3 separate regions of the Gossypium hirsutum genome follow, and all the other regions are linked to region 1. The links are chromatin contacts, called in public Hi-C maps. All regions are on one chromosome and are shown on one strand. The core of a region is the stretch at or near the end of the contact, and the rest is flanking DNA. Distances in the headings are between cores, read along the strand shown. Region 1 holds the start of LOC107948874 (diaminopimelate epimerase, chloroplastic). Region 2 has its middle 11 kb from the start of LOC121228731. Region 3 holds the start of LOC107948871 (protein SLOW GREEN 1, chloroplastic).

Region 1 (4,034 bases), core at 492-2,991:
AGATGTTCAGAGTTAAAGATAAGGACAAAAGTAGCAAAAATTTCAAAGGGAGAGATTCAAACCCAGAACCTCACACATACAAGCAACACACTTAACCATTAAAACAGATCAATTTCCTTAGCAAAATTTTCACAACCTTAATTCAAAAAGCCAGACGTAACCACTATTGATTTCACTAACTCAGTTTCTTCTAACTCCATTTTTGGGATGTGACAGCATGATTTTAAATTTTCAATTATTGGACTACTAAGTTCTATATATTACATTGTAAATAGGCATTAAGTAATTGAATATACCAAATGATATAGAAAATATAGGGAAACGAGCATGGTAGTATGTATGATAAATAGTTGAAATTGTGATTGCTTGATCAATTAAATTTGTGAATACTGAGATACCTAGGGATGACCAAATGAATTGTTTGGTATAAACCCAAAGCCAAAAAGCTAACCATATTTATTAATCCTTAGTACCTATTTTGAGTTGGAAAACACTTCTTGATGAATCTTCATGCAAAACCCAAGCTAAAACTATTAATTTGTACTTACCCTTTTTGCTTAGTCTTGAATTGCATGAATTTAGACGTCTGGTCATATGTATTGAGGGTTAAGTAGATACATCATGGCGAATTTTGTAAAATCAAAGTGAAGTAAAAAGAAGCAGTATGATATAGTGATTATAGGTTAGCCAATATATGCAAAAGAAATAAGAAAGAAAATCAATACGAGTAGAAAAGTACTTGAAAAACAAAGGCATTGTCAGTAAGGTGTATTGAAAAATGTCAAAGGTGACAAAGTTACAAAAGTAGAAAACTCAGTCATTAGTGCACAAAAACTCGTGAGCTAGTCGAAGTTGCTTTATTATATTGTAACTTCCTATGTGGAGAAATAAGAAAGGTAAGAGAATGTGAAATAAGGCGGTGAGCGGGCAAAGGTTTTTTTGATGTGTCAAACTCTTTTCGTGCTTGAAACTATCTTGATGCTTCCTGTTCTTGAATTCTATACTTGTCTTAAGCCTCAAAACGTTACAATTTGAAAAGTTCTATGTGACTTAGGTAAACTTATTCATGAATTGATATTGTATTAAGTAATTACAAGAACGACTATTTCTATTCTACTAGGATAATCAAATTACCTATATGGTTTATTGATGGATTTATATAATTGAAAACCTTAATGCTTGTATACTTTGTAATATACTGAATTTAGGTGTTTGATACTGAAAGTGGTAAGCCATTTATATATCATGCCAGAATTATATGTAGTTATGAACATCTTTTATTTTATTTTGTATGTAGTTTTCCTTGCTTGAGCACAAGCAATGATGTGGGGGAGTTCCCATAAATAAAACAAGTTATTTTATTTGAGAGTATTTTAGTTTTTTTCATTTTAACAAAAAATAATAAAAATATGCATATAGTGATATTTAAATTTGTGCTAATTGTATAGATAAAACATTAAATTTACAACTCAATCAAAACTTTATTTTGATATATTTTTACATTTTTAACTTAATATGCATAATTTATTATCTCTATTAGTTGATATATATCCATAAAATGTTATTAATTGTGTTGATATCACAAGTTAATTTAACACTAACTCATAATTAAAAATAACATCATGTACTAATATATTTAATTTTTAAATTTTATTTTACTACAATTTAATATGATATTTTTATTTTAATATCGTAAATATACAGTGGTGTGGGATAACATTTCTAGCAAGAGAGAGTTTCAACTCTAAAGAATTAGAGTTGGAACTAGTACACATAGATCTACAAGCTTGTGCTGAGCTCAACCCGAAGTATCGTATACAATATGTTATCTCAATAATCTTCTCATTATCATGAAATCTGATCAAATCTCTTCATAGACAAACGGGTTACACGATTCACAATCCGCGTAGGATCCCACCACCTCTTTTACATGACAAAGACAAAAATGAAAAATCAGTTGCCCTTTCCAATTTTTGACTGCAAAAACGCCACCGCAACACTAAAAACCCGCCGTCTCAAATCAAACGAAGAAACCAAAAGCTTCATGGCCATCGCCGCCGCCATTTTCCTCTCCCTCCCGCCACAAATTCGCCGTTCACCCGCCTCCATCGCCGCCCCTTTTCGATCAACTTCTTCTCTTCATTTCGATTCTTTTCGTTCCAACTTTTCTTCTCTTAAAAACCCTAACCTTCGAGTCTCTGCATCTTCCATGAGCATCGGAACTCCAGAGAAAATCTCCACGACGTCGTTCCTTGACCGAAGGGAAAGTGGATTTCTTCACTTCGTTAAGTACCACGGCCTTGGGAACGATTTCATTTTGGTAATTTCTCCAGTTCATTTATATTTAGCTGGGAAAAATGTAGCACAAATTGCCTTAGCTGAATTCTTGTTTATTGCCGTAGGTTGATAACAGGGACTCGACGGAACCGAGGATTACGCCGGAGCAAGCGGTGAAGTTGTGCGATAGGAACTTCGGTATCGGAGCTGATGGAGTGATTTTTGCGATGCCGGGAGTCAACGGTACCGATTATACTATGCGAATCTTCAACTCCGATGGCAGCGAGCCCGAGGTAATCAGCTTTTTCTTGCGCAAAAGTTGCTAAAAGACGTATATATTAGTAAATATATTTGATTCAAACTGAAACCAAACTTTCAGTATAAATACAAGTTAAAACTTAACTATTCTGTATAAAAATAATTTCATGCCTTAACACAATTCTTATTTATGTTTTTAATTGTTTAAATTCATTTAGCAATGAATCTACCTTTTTTATTTTGTATCCAAATGCTTATTTATTTGCCTTTTCTATCAAAGCTAAACGTCTGTTAGTGAAAGTGATAACTAAATGGGGACTTAGTGTGTCACTTTGATTCTTTGTTTCTCTGGTTGAATCACTGAAATTGAATATTGAGTGGTTTCTTGGATCAATTATGTGTTTTTTACATAAAAATAGAATTTTGGCTTTATTTTTTAATTAATATTTTTTCTTCTAGATGTGTGGGAATGGGGTAAGGTGCTTTGCGAGATTCATTGCCGAACTTGAGAATTTACACGGGAAGCAAAGGTACAGTTAATGGCGTGTACTTCTATGTTCCCAACAGTCATAATGTTGCCTTGTGTATATGTTTGAAGCAATGTTTTATTCTCTTTGTCCCTAAATGCGGCTTCATTGTTAAAAAGTCAGTTTGAAGTTTTATGCTGAAATGTCTTTGGGGTTTCATTCTCTTCTAATTTTATGCAGTTTTACTGTGCATACTGGTGCGGGATTAATTGTTCCCGAAATTCAAGAAGACGGAAAGGTATTTTATTTGGAATCCTATATGTTACAGTACTCCATCTATGGTGCTTAATGCATCTGACATGGAGCTGCATGATCTCAGGTTAAAGTTGATATGGGTGAACCAATTCTTAAAGCATCAGATGTTCCTACAAAGTTACCAGCAAATAAAGATCAAGCTGCTGTTAAAGCAGATATCAATGTAGATGGAGTAACTTGGAATGTGACTTGTGTTAGCATGGGAAATCCGCATTGTGTGACTTTTGGCAACAGACAAAGCCAGGTTTGTATTTTGGGTGATGATTGATGAGAAGATTAGTCGGGATGTTATATTTATATGAACTATTCTTAACTATACTTCCTCTGCAATATTCAAATATTTTTGCTCGTTATTTACTGCCTAGAAAACTTTTTGACTCAAGGTTTGGCTTGTAGCAGACAACAAGAAATCTACCCGTGCCGAACTTTTGTTGGCATATCAATTATGTGCATGAGCCTGAGTATCATAAACCTTTTACCCATTGTATGCTTCAAGTGAAGAACAATACTAGGAACTGTTAAAAGAGCTGCTTGTTTTAGCCAATCTTGTACAATTACCAACTTTTCATCGATGCCTGTGAAAATTGTCTTTTACATTGAATTACTTGTTCTAGAAGAAAATGCTTTCATTGACTGATGTCTTGAGATACATTTCCTCTATTCTTCCTTCTCTTTTCATTTGCATTTCTAATACTGACCTTCTTTTGCTTAATGATT
Region 2 (4,034 bases), core at 989-3,488, 170 kb after region 1:
ATTCCAAGACAAATACCGGGTAAGTTCGGATAACTTAAAGTAAACTCATAGTATGCTTAATTGCATGATTTATGAATGTATGGTAATTGCATTTGATGATGGCATGAAAATCTATGAAATACATCCTTAATAATGACATGTCGATAAATGTCCCGGTTGAGGTTGAAAAGGGAATCTAATGGATAAACCATGGCTTTCATAACTTGAGATCCTGCATGTGTTGCAGAAAAGATTTAGCCCAGACGGGTAATCATTTGATCTCACATATAAAAAGGATCTAGCCCGGACAAGTGTTCCTTGAGTGATCGAGCCTCCTGAAGAATATGTGTGCATTTTGGATTTAGCCCGGACGAGTAATCCGATTAGAGTCTGAATTTAGCCTGGACTGGTATTTCAGATCCCAGCTCATTAAGGGTGTTTGTCGCTATAAGGGATTTAGCCTGGACTGGTAATCCCGCCGTAAGATGTGAGGTTCGCAGGAGTGCGTACATGAGATGATCACTCTTATGACTGGACGGTAAATGGATAATCCATTGAGATTTCCAAGAAACTCAACGGGATTAACATGAGATATAAAAATGAAAATATTGGATGATGAGCTCATCTAAAACAAATTACATGGTGTATTATTATTGTGACTAACTTGTTGATTGAGTGCATTTGATAGGGAAACCATTTCATTCTTGTTGGTATATTTTCTAAATATGGTTATATGCTATTACTTGGTAAGTTTACTTTCCAGTTATTCGGGCTTACTAAGCATGTAAATGCTTACCCTTCTCTTTTCCCTATCTTACAGAGCTCGAGGACTCGTAAAGATTGGAAGATGGTTGGAGAGTCAACACACTATCAATTAGTCTAGCTTTGGTATATAGATACTCTTATTTTGTTCAATGGCATGTATAGGGCTTTGGTTTATTTTGTGATATGTGTCATTTGAATTTACCATATGAAAGCTTGTAAAAATTACATATCTTCTTGTATTTGGCCATGGAAATTGGCTTATTTTGAAGTAGGCTATGACCTACAAATCTATGCATGTTTATGTTTACATGAGATGGCTTGGTTATAATTGGCAATGATTTATAAGAATGAGCCAACCTTAAATGCGTCAATGAGACATGGAAACCCTTAATACAAAAAGGGAATTAACCTAGCATGTATAAAACCGATGATATGAGGTTTACAGGCAATGAGGTTTATCAAGGTTATATGTAAGTGTATAACCTGGCCTTATTATGTATTAAGGTAACCTATAAGTGCGATTGGTTGGTAGAGGGTGGCCAAAGGCTTGGAAAATAAACTAATAAAGTCCACACGGGTAGACATATGGGTGTGTGTCTAGGCCATGTGTGACACACGGATCGCCCCCATGGGCGTGTGGTATGGCCGTGCGTTCCCTGCGCTTAAAATTTTAAGTTAGTTTCGAGCACGGGCTAGACACACGGGCATGTGTCTTGGCCGTATGCCCCTAAATGCATGCTGACGTCATAAACAGAGAGTTAAACAGGCTGAGGGCATGGGCGTGTCCCAAGCCACACGGGCGTGTGTGACCACACGGCCCCACCCATACGGGCGTGTGACTCACTAAAGTAAGAGAATTTATAAAGTTGCCCAAAGTTTATCGAATGTTCTCTGTTTTGTTCCGAACTGCCTCGAGATATGTTTTAGGCCTCGAAGGCCTGTATAAGGGACGGTATGCATGTGTTTGAAAACTTTTAAATTTTGGGCGAAATTTGGTGACCCAGTTTTGCATGTTGGTGAAAGTCTAAGTCCAGTAATACCTCGAACCCTGTCCCGACGTTAGATACGGGTGAGGGGTGTTACATACTATACCCTCTACCAAATGATAAATTTTAAATTTAACCCTTAAAAATGCATTTCAACCGTCATAAAATGCATACCTTAATTCCGTCCCCCTCCTCAAAAAAGTTTTTTTTGCTTCACCCTTATAACCTCTATCACTAAGGGGTTTGTGTAATGAAATAAAAAAGAAGAAGAAGAGATTAAGACAAAAAATCAATTTATTTTAGTGTTCTTTATCAATTCCAATGATGAATTCTAATTTTGCATCAAATAATTATATATAATTATATTATTTTGATTTGCATACTATCCATACCTTGAATTATTACAACCAAGTACCGTCTGCCACGAGGCTAGTTTATGATACCTGAAGCAGGCCAAGGTGACAATTTCCTCACGTATAAATCCATACAAGATCAATGAATGGTTTCCACATTTGGACTGTATACTATGCTCAAACCTAAACGGGCCTAGGTTAGTATATACAGAACACTTAGATTGAGATATTACTAAATGGGCTTAACTCAAAGTTACAAAATCTTACTTGTTAGTAGACATTTATGTCACCAAGACGAAATTTATTTTTTCTGTTCTTTTATTGAAAGTGTCAAAAATTAAGGGTTTAATTTTAAATAACACCATATATTATAAAAATCTCATAATTAAAAAAGAAAGGGGGAAAGGATGGGTGACTGGTTTGAAAATGAAAGGGTCTTGTAAACCAGTAATTATGGTAGTGAAAAAATGTTGGTCCAAAAACTAGTGAATTACTCTTAATCATCACTAAAGCTACTTGACTTTAGTCTGCATATATATTGAAAAGATTTCATGTCAAGCTGACGGCATCTAACCAATTAAATATATATTATATTTATATTTAGACCTATATTTTGGTTCATGAAATCGAGCACCTAGTCCTCAAGCTTTTCATGAAGGCACAAAGTCATTTTTTTCCCCTTTTAATGAACTAAATTGGTTTTTATTGGTTCATATGCAAGCGTATGATCATCATCACTTTCTTAATTCCAAATTTAATTATGTTATACACCCCAAATTAATGATTGTTATAATATTTGCTACTTTTATCATACGGAGAACACATAATTATGAAAAATGTAAGAATAGAATATTTGGGTTTATATTGTTAGTGGTCAGAGCCTATTATATGATTTATGACTAAGCATTGAGTTGAATAATCATTGATAATCTTTTTTTGGGTGTAAACAATCCTAAATCTGTCTTTGAAAAGCTCAAGAAAATTACTTTACATAATATGCAAGCCAAGATATATATATATTTATATATAATTGTTATTTAGAAAACCCTTTGAATGAAAATGACAGGGCTTCCCATGGACTTCCCAAAATACACATTAAAACTATACTTTTTTGCCTAATTGCTATATTATTAGCTATGAATATTATCAGCCCCATGTCACTGAAATTGAACTATTTCCTTTATAATCGATGTCAATTGTCAATGATCACAAATTTAAAAAAATTTAATTCAGATATTTTTCAACCCAAAATTATTTACATGGAAAATAAGTAAAGACATCATGAAGTCAGGAATTATGTCATTAAATATATAAGCCATGTTTCCTGGAGGAAAATCATGCATCCAAAGGAGCAAACATCATAATTTTTTAAAAATATAATATGGTTTCATTATATGAACGGCATTGGTTAAATTTTGGTGTATGGAGAGCGATCCACCGTGGAATGATCAGCTGCCAAGCTGTACTGAAAGGAAAATATAATGGAAATGTATGAGCATTTCATTTTCAACATGCTAATGCCGGTCCAATTATATTGCTTAAAATCTTCACTTCATAACCCTGATGGTAACTGGGTTTCTTGTCTTGTACATTGCCAGGGAGCAACTTGACTGTGACACTTTGGCACTAATAATGTCCACTGCGATCTTTTTTTTATCAAAATATATTAATCTTAATTCTAAATTAATCTTGTTTTTGTAAGCTGAAATACTCATATAAGCTGAAATACTCATATTCAATAACTTATGCAGTTAATTAAAGCTAGTTAATTAGTGAGGTATGATATAATATTTTTGAAGGTAAAAGTATTACGGAAGTTCCTGTATTAAGAGTTAAATTATATTTTGTCTTTTTATTTAAAAATAAATAAATTAGTTCATATATGTTAAATCAAAAAGTAAACCGGTCCTTTCTATTAATAATTTAATGCATTTATATTATTAAAGATTGG
Region 3 (4,034 bases), core at 638-3,137, 140 kb before region 1:
CAACCATTGTATTATGGCTATGTAACACAATGCATTGGTATCACTATTTCACCACAATTAATCTAAAAGGTAACAGCAATGTAATTTTCACAATCAGGGTAAGCTGCCAACAAATTCAGAGGTACTTCAAAGTCATCACTTTAACAACGCCAGAAATTCAAGGATCGATAGCAATAGCAAGTTTTCCCATTTTTAATTATTATTCAAGATTATACTGTTGTTTTTAATGGTAATCACCGGTGACGAAGAAACATTTATATACATGTTTGTATAACAAATAGATAGGATAACAGGAGCTTGAAGTTAACTTCCATAATAGATAAGCTTAGCTCAACTAAGCAATGTTTAACTTTATACTAAACCCAAAAAAACTTATGTAATGCAACATTGAATAAAACGGTAGGAAAAATAAGAGAAATAAAAGGAAATTAAAAGGAAAAAAAAAACAAAAAGGGACCTCTTTGTAAGAACATGAATCTTCATCTCCGAAAATGAATAAACCCCTAGACACTCAACGCTTCACTGCACCTTCCCTTTCGGCTTTTTCGGCGAAAAGCCTAGTGGCGATCATGTTATCAACAAAGTACTCCCTGTAAGGGTGATTCTTAGGAACAAGTTTCCTGAACTTTTCAAACTGTTTCTCAGCTTCAGCTTTCTTCTTCAGTAACGTGTAGATAATCCCCATACACAAATATGGCCTAAAATCCTTTGGTTCCTCCTTAACCAAACCTTCATAAACCTTCAAAGCTTCTGAATGTCTCCCTTCAATGACCCGAATTTGAGCGATTAATAGCTTGAAATCCCTGAAATCTTTATTCTTCTTCTCTTTCTTGCACTTCTCCATTGCCCCTTCAATTCTTTTTTCCAGTTCTTTCAATTTCTGACCCGAATCCGAATAAGCCATTACAAGGCCGTGAAAAGCTTCCACCCGATCTGGGTCTTTAGCCAATATTTCTTCGAACTCCTTCTTGGCTAGCTCGAAATTGCCAGCGTAGCTATGAATTTGGGCTCTTAACATGGGCCATTCCGGGTCTTGGGGTTCGAGACGAATCAAACGCTCGATAACATCGATAGCTTGCTGCAGTTTCTTTAATTTGATCCGGACCTCCATCAGAGACCGCAGCGTTTCAACGTCATTCGGAGTCTTCCCTAATTTTTGTACCAGGGTTTTCTCTTGCTCTTCTAAGGAGACCATCGATTCCCTCGTGGCGGTCTCCACGATGGGTGTCGTCACGGCGGCGAGAGCGGGTTTCTGGTAGAAGCGGGCGAAGAAAAGCGCGGCAGCAGCGGTGACGGTAATGCAGGTGGTTTTAAGGAGCGAAGGCGAAGGCTTTGGGGGTTCAAAGAAGGGAGTGGAGGAAGAGGAAGCCCTGATGGAGGATAATTTGAACGAAGACGAAGCCCTGAATGAAAGAGAGAAGATGGGTTTATGGAAATAGGGACGGTGGTGAATGAAAGAGAGGTGGAGAGGTTGGTGACGGCAGTGTAACGTAGCAAAAGACTCCATGGCTACAGAGACAGAAAAAAGAGAGGTTTTCTTTGGTATATTGGTCCCTAAAACCCAGGCAGAAGATGATAACGAAATGGAAAGAGGGAGAACGCGAAAAGTTCAAAATCAAAACCCCTTCGAGCAACGAAGAAAGAGGATCCCAAAATGTGCGGTCTTTGAAACCCAAATTTGATGCTTTGTCAAACTTAGCTAATTTGAAGCCCCTCACCCAAAGAGCCCAATCCACCAAATGCCATCGCCTCTTTTATCCGAATCACCTTTCTCGTCCGTCCTCTCTCATCTCAATCAAATCCCTTTTAATATTTATGAAACTACTTACTTCCATCTCAAACCTACTTACTTCCATCTCAAAAAAGTAACTACTGCTGTCGCTCATCCTTCTTATTGTAAGCCAAACCCAAGAGAAGAATTTTTTATTTACTCAAAGCAAAGCATCTTTCTGACTTTCACCTAGAGGTGTGCATGGGCAAGGCCGGACCAGATTCGGGCTGGGCCCAACTAAAAATTTAGGCCCTTTTGCTAGCTCCAAGTTTGGCCCAAAAAATAAGCCTAAAATTTTGTCTAAGCCCGGCCCGAATAAAAATATTAAAACCCGAGCTCGACTCGGCCCGCCTATATTAATTTTTATATTTTTTTATATAATTTTAATATATATATAAACCATCAAAAATACTAAAAAATCAAAATAAATATTTCTCAACAAATTGAAAATAAATTTTAAAAAATATGTATACTTAAATAACACTAAAATAGATGCAATTTAACAAGCAAATGCCTCTAAAATAATAACAAAATTAGCAAATGTCGTTAAAATAATAATAAAAATTAATAATAGAATAAGTTTTATATAATATTCAAACAATAACAACAAAATAGTAGCAACATAATAGTAAAATAGTAATAAAATAGGGAGAAAATAATAAGAAAATAATATTAAAAAATTAAATTTTTTTAGTGAATTCGGGCAGGGCCGGGCCAGGCTCCGGCCAAAAATGTCTTACCCGAGGCCTGGCTCGTTTTTTAAACGGGCCTTATTTTTTTGCCCAAGCCCATTTTTCGTGCCTATATTTTTTCCCAAACCCTCCCACATTTCGGGTGGGCCTTTAGGCCTGGCTTAGTAGCCCGGCCCATGTACACTTCACCCATTTGTTCTTATTATATTATAAAGCATATTCTTTTATGGTTACTTCACCTTTTAAATTTTAATCACTTTACTTTTAATTCCAATAATTTACTCTTTCTGAAATTAAGTTTAATCACTTTACTTTTAATTCCAATAATTTACTCTTTCTGAAATTAAGTCTACTCTATAATATTATTAATTACCTTTTGTTATATTTGAATATGTGCTATCGATTGAATTGAACTTTAATTTTAATCAAACAAGCAAAATGTACTAAGGGCTAATATATCATTAAAGTTGAAAAGTACTTTTGAAAAGTTTGACCGTATTTATCATTGTTGTCAAAAAGTGCTTTTGAAAATATAAAATGTCTATTTTAGAGATTATGTTGTAAAATAGAAGATTTAACAAAGAAGAGTAAAGGACGTAGTTGGTCACCCATCTTTCAGGACGTTTTTATTTTAATCACCCAATGTAACACCTGATTCGATCGTCGAGTCTGAATGTGAGACGCCACATTCATTGTCGAAGCAACTTAGACTAATTTTGTAAAGACCTAATTTCTAATGGTGCCAAAAATTACAGTCTTGAGACCCTATTTTCGTAAACCAAGGCCGTAAATATTAAATAAAAGTAATTACAAACTTATTATATAAGTGAATTGAATTTTGGATACATAATTTAGCCGAATTAGTGATCAATTAAGGTTTAAAGACTAAATTGTAAAGTCTAATCGTTATAGATTTTTAATTAGAAAATGGCTTAAGGTCTAAATAGCAATTAAATCATCTTCTTTTCAATGCTTCTAAATGACTGGTTCCTATGGAATATGTAGAATATAGGGAACTGTGGTAGCGAGGATATTGAATGGTAGACGCTCTTCTCCACTTTAGGCTAGTTGCTATGGAAAAATTAGAATTATATTGTTTTTTTTTCTAATAGCCATTATTGTGTACAAGATCTTCTGGATAGAGGTTTTAATTGGGCGAGGAGTTATGCAATGTTGATTTCTAATTTACTTTAACCTAATCCTATGGCTAGTATTATGCATTGGTTGCCATTAGAGAAAGGATGGATTAACCTCAACATTGATGGGGTGACATCATCAAATAGTTCCAACGTCTCTATTAGAGGAATGTTTAAAGATTCAGGTGGAAATTGTTTGTGTGGTTACTCAATGATTATTGGTAAGGACATAATATTTAGGATTTAAGCAAGATTTATTTTAGAAGGACTACGCATAGCACCGGAAAAAGGATTTAGACGGTTAAATCTAGAGTGTGATAATGTACTTATAGTAGAATCCCTCTTAGTTGGTGGCTTTGCCAATAGTAGGACGGTGGAGTTACACTTAATCCATCAACTTATATGTCATAACTGGAAAGTACAAATCCACCATAT

What was found. Hi-C and Micro-C count contacts between places; a contact is called where the count stands out from the background.
Region 2: a contact with region 1 is called in a Hi-C map of leaf, with 2.1 times the contacts expected there. The contact joins the enhancer-like site here to the promoter of LOC107948874 in region 1. A contact is called at or near these places in 2 of 34 Hi-C or Micro-C datasets (hypocotyl and leaf).
Region 3: a contact with region 1 is called in a Hi-C map of leaf, with 3 times the contacts expected there. The contact joins the promoter of LOC107948871 here to the promoter of LOC107948874 in region 1. A contact is called at or near these places in 5 of 34 Hi-C or Micro-C datasets (callus, hypocotyl and leaf).

Annotation. Positions count from the first base shown.
Region 1 is chrA04:70,152,056-70,156,089 of Gossypium_hirsutum_v2.1, forward strand. It overlaps LOC107948874 (diaminopimelate epimerase, chloroplastic), which reads left to right and starts at 1,742. Exons shown (of 9, transcript XM_016883530.2): 1 at 1,742-2,320; 2 at 2,403-2,570; 3 at 2,995-3,065; 4 at 3,243-3,300; 5 at 3,382-3,561. The coding sequence starts at 1,931.
Region 2 is chrA04:70,320,478-70,324,511 of Gossypium_hirsutum_v2.1, forward strand. No RefSeq gene overlaps it. Among protein-coding and RNA genes, the nearest start is that of LOC121228731, 11 kb to the right of the region's middle. Within about 2 kb of position 2,239, at least 2 of the 9 cell types and tissues checked have an H3K27ac peak or open chromatin away from gene starts, as enhancers often do. A contact at or near this core is called in leaf, where this site is marked.
Region 3 is chrA04:70,015,035-70,019,068 of Gossypium_hirsutum_v2.1, forward strand. It overlaps LOC107948871 (protein SLOW GREEN 1, chloroplastic), which reads right to left and starts at 1,888. Exons shown (of 1, transcript XM_016883526.2): 1 at 283-1,888. The coding sequence starts at 1,507. The coding sequence ends at 512.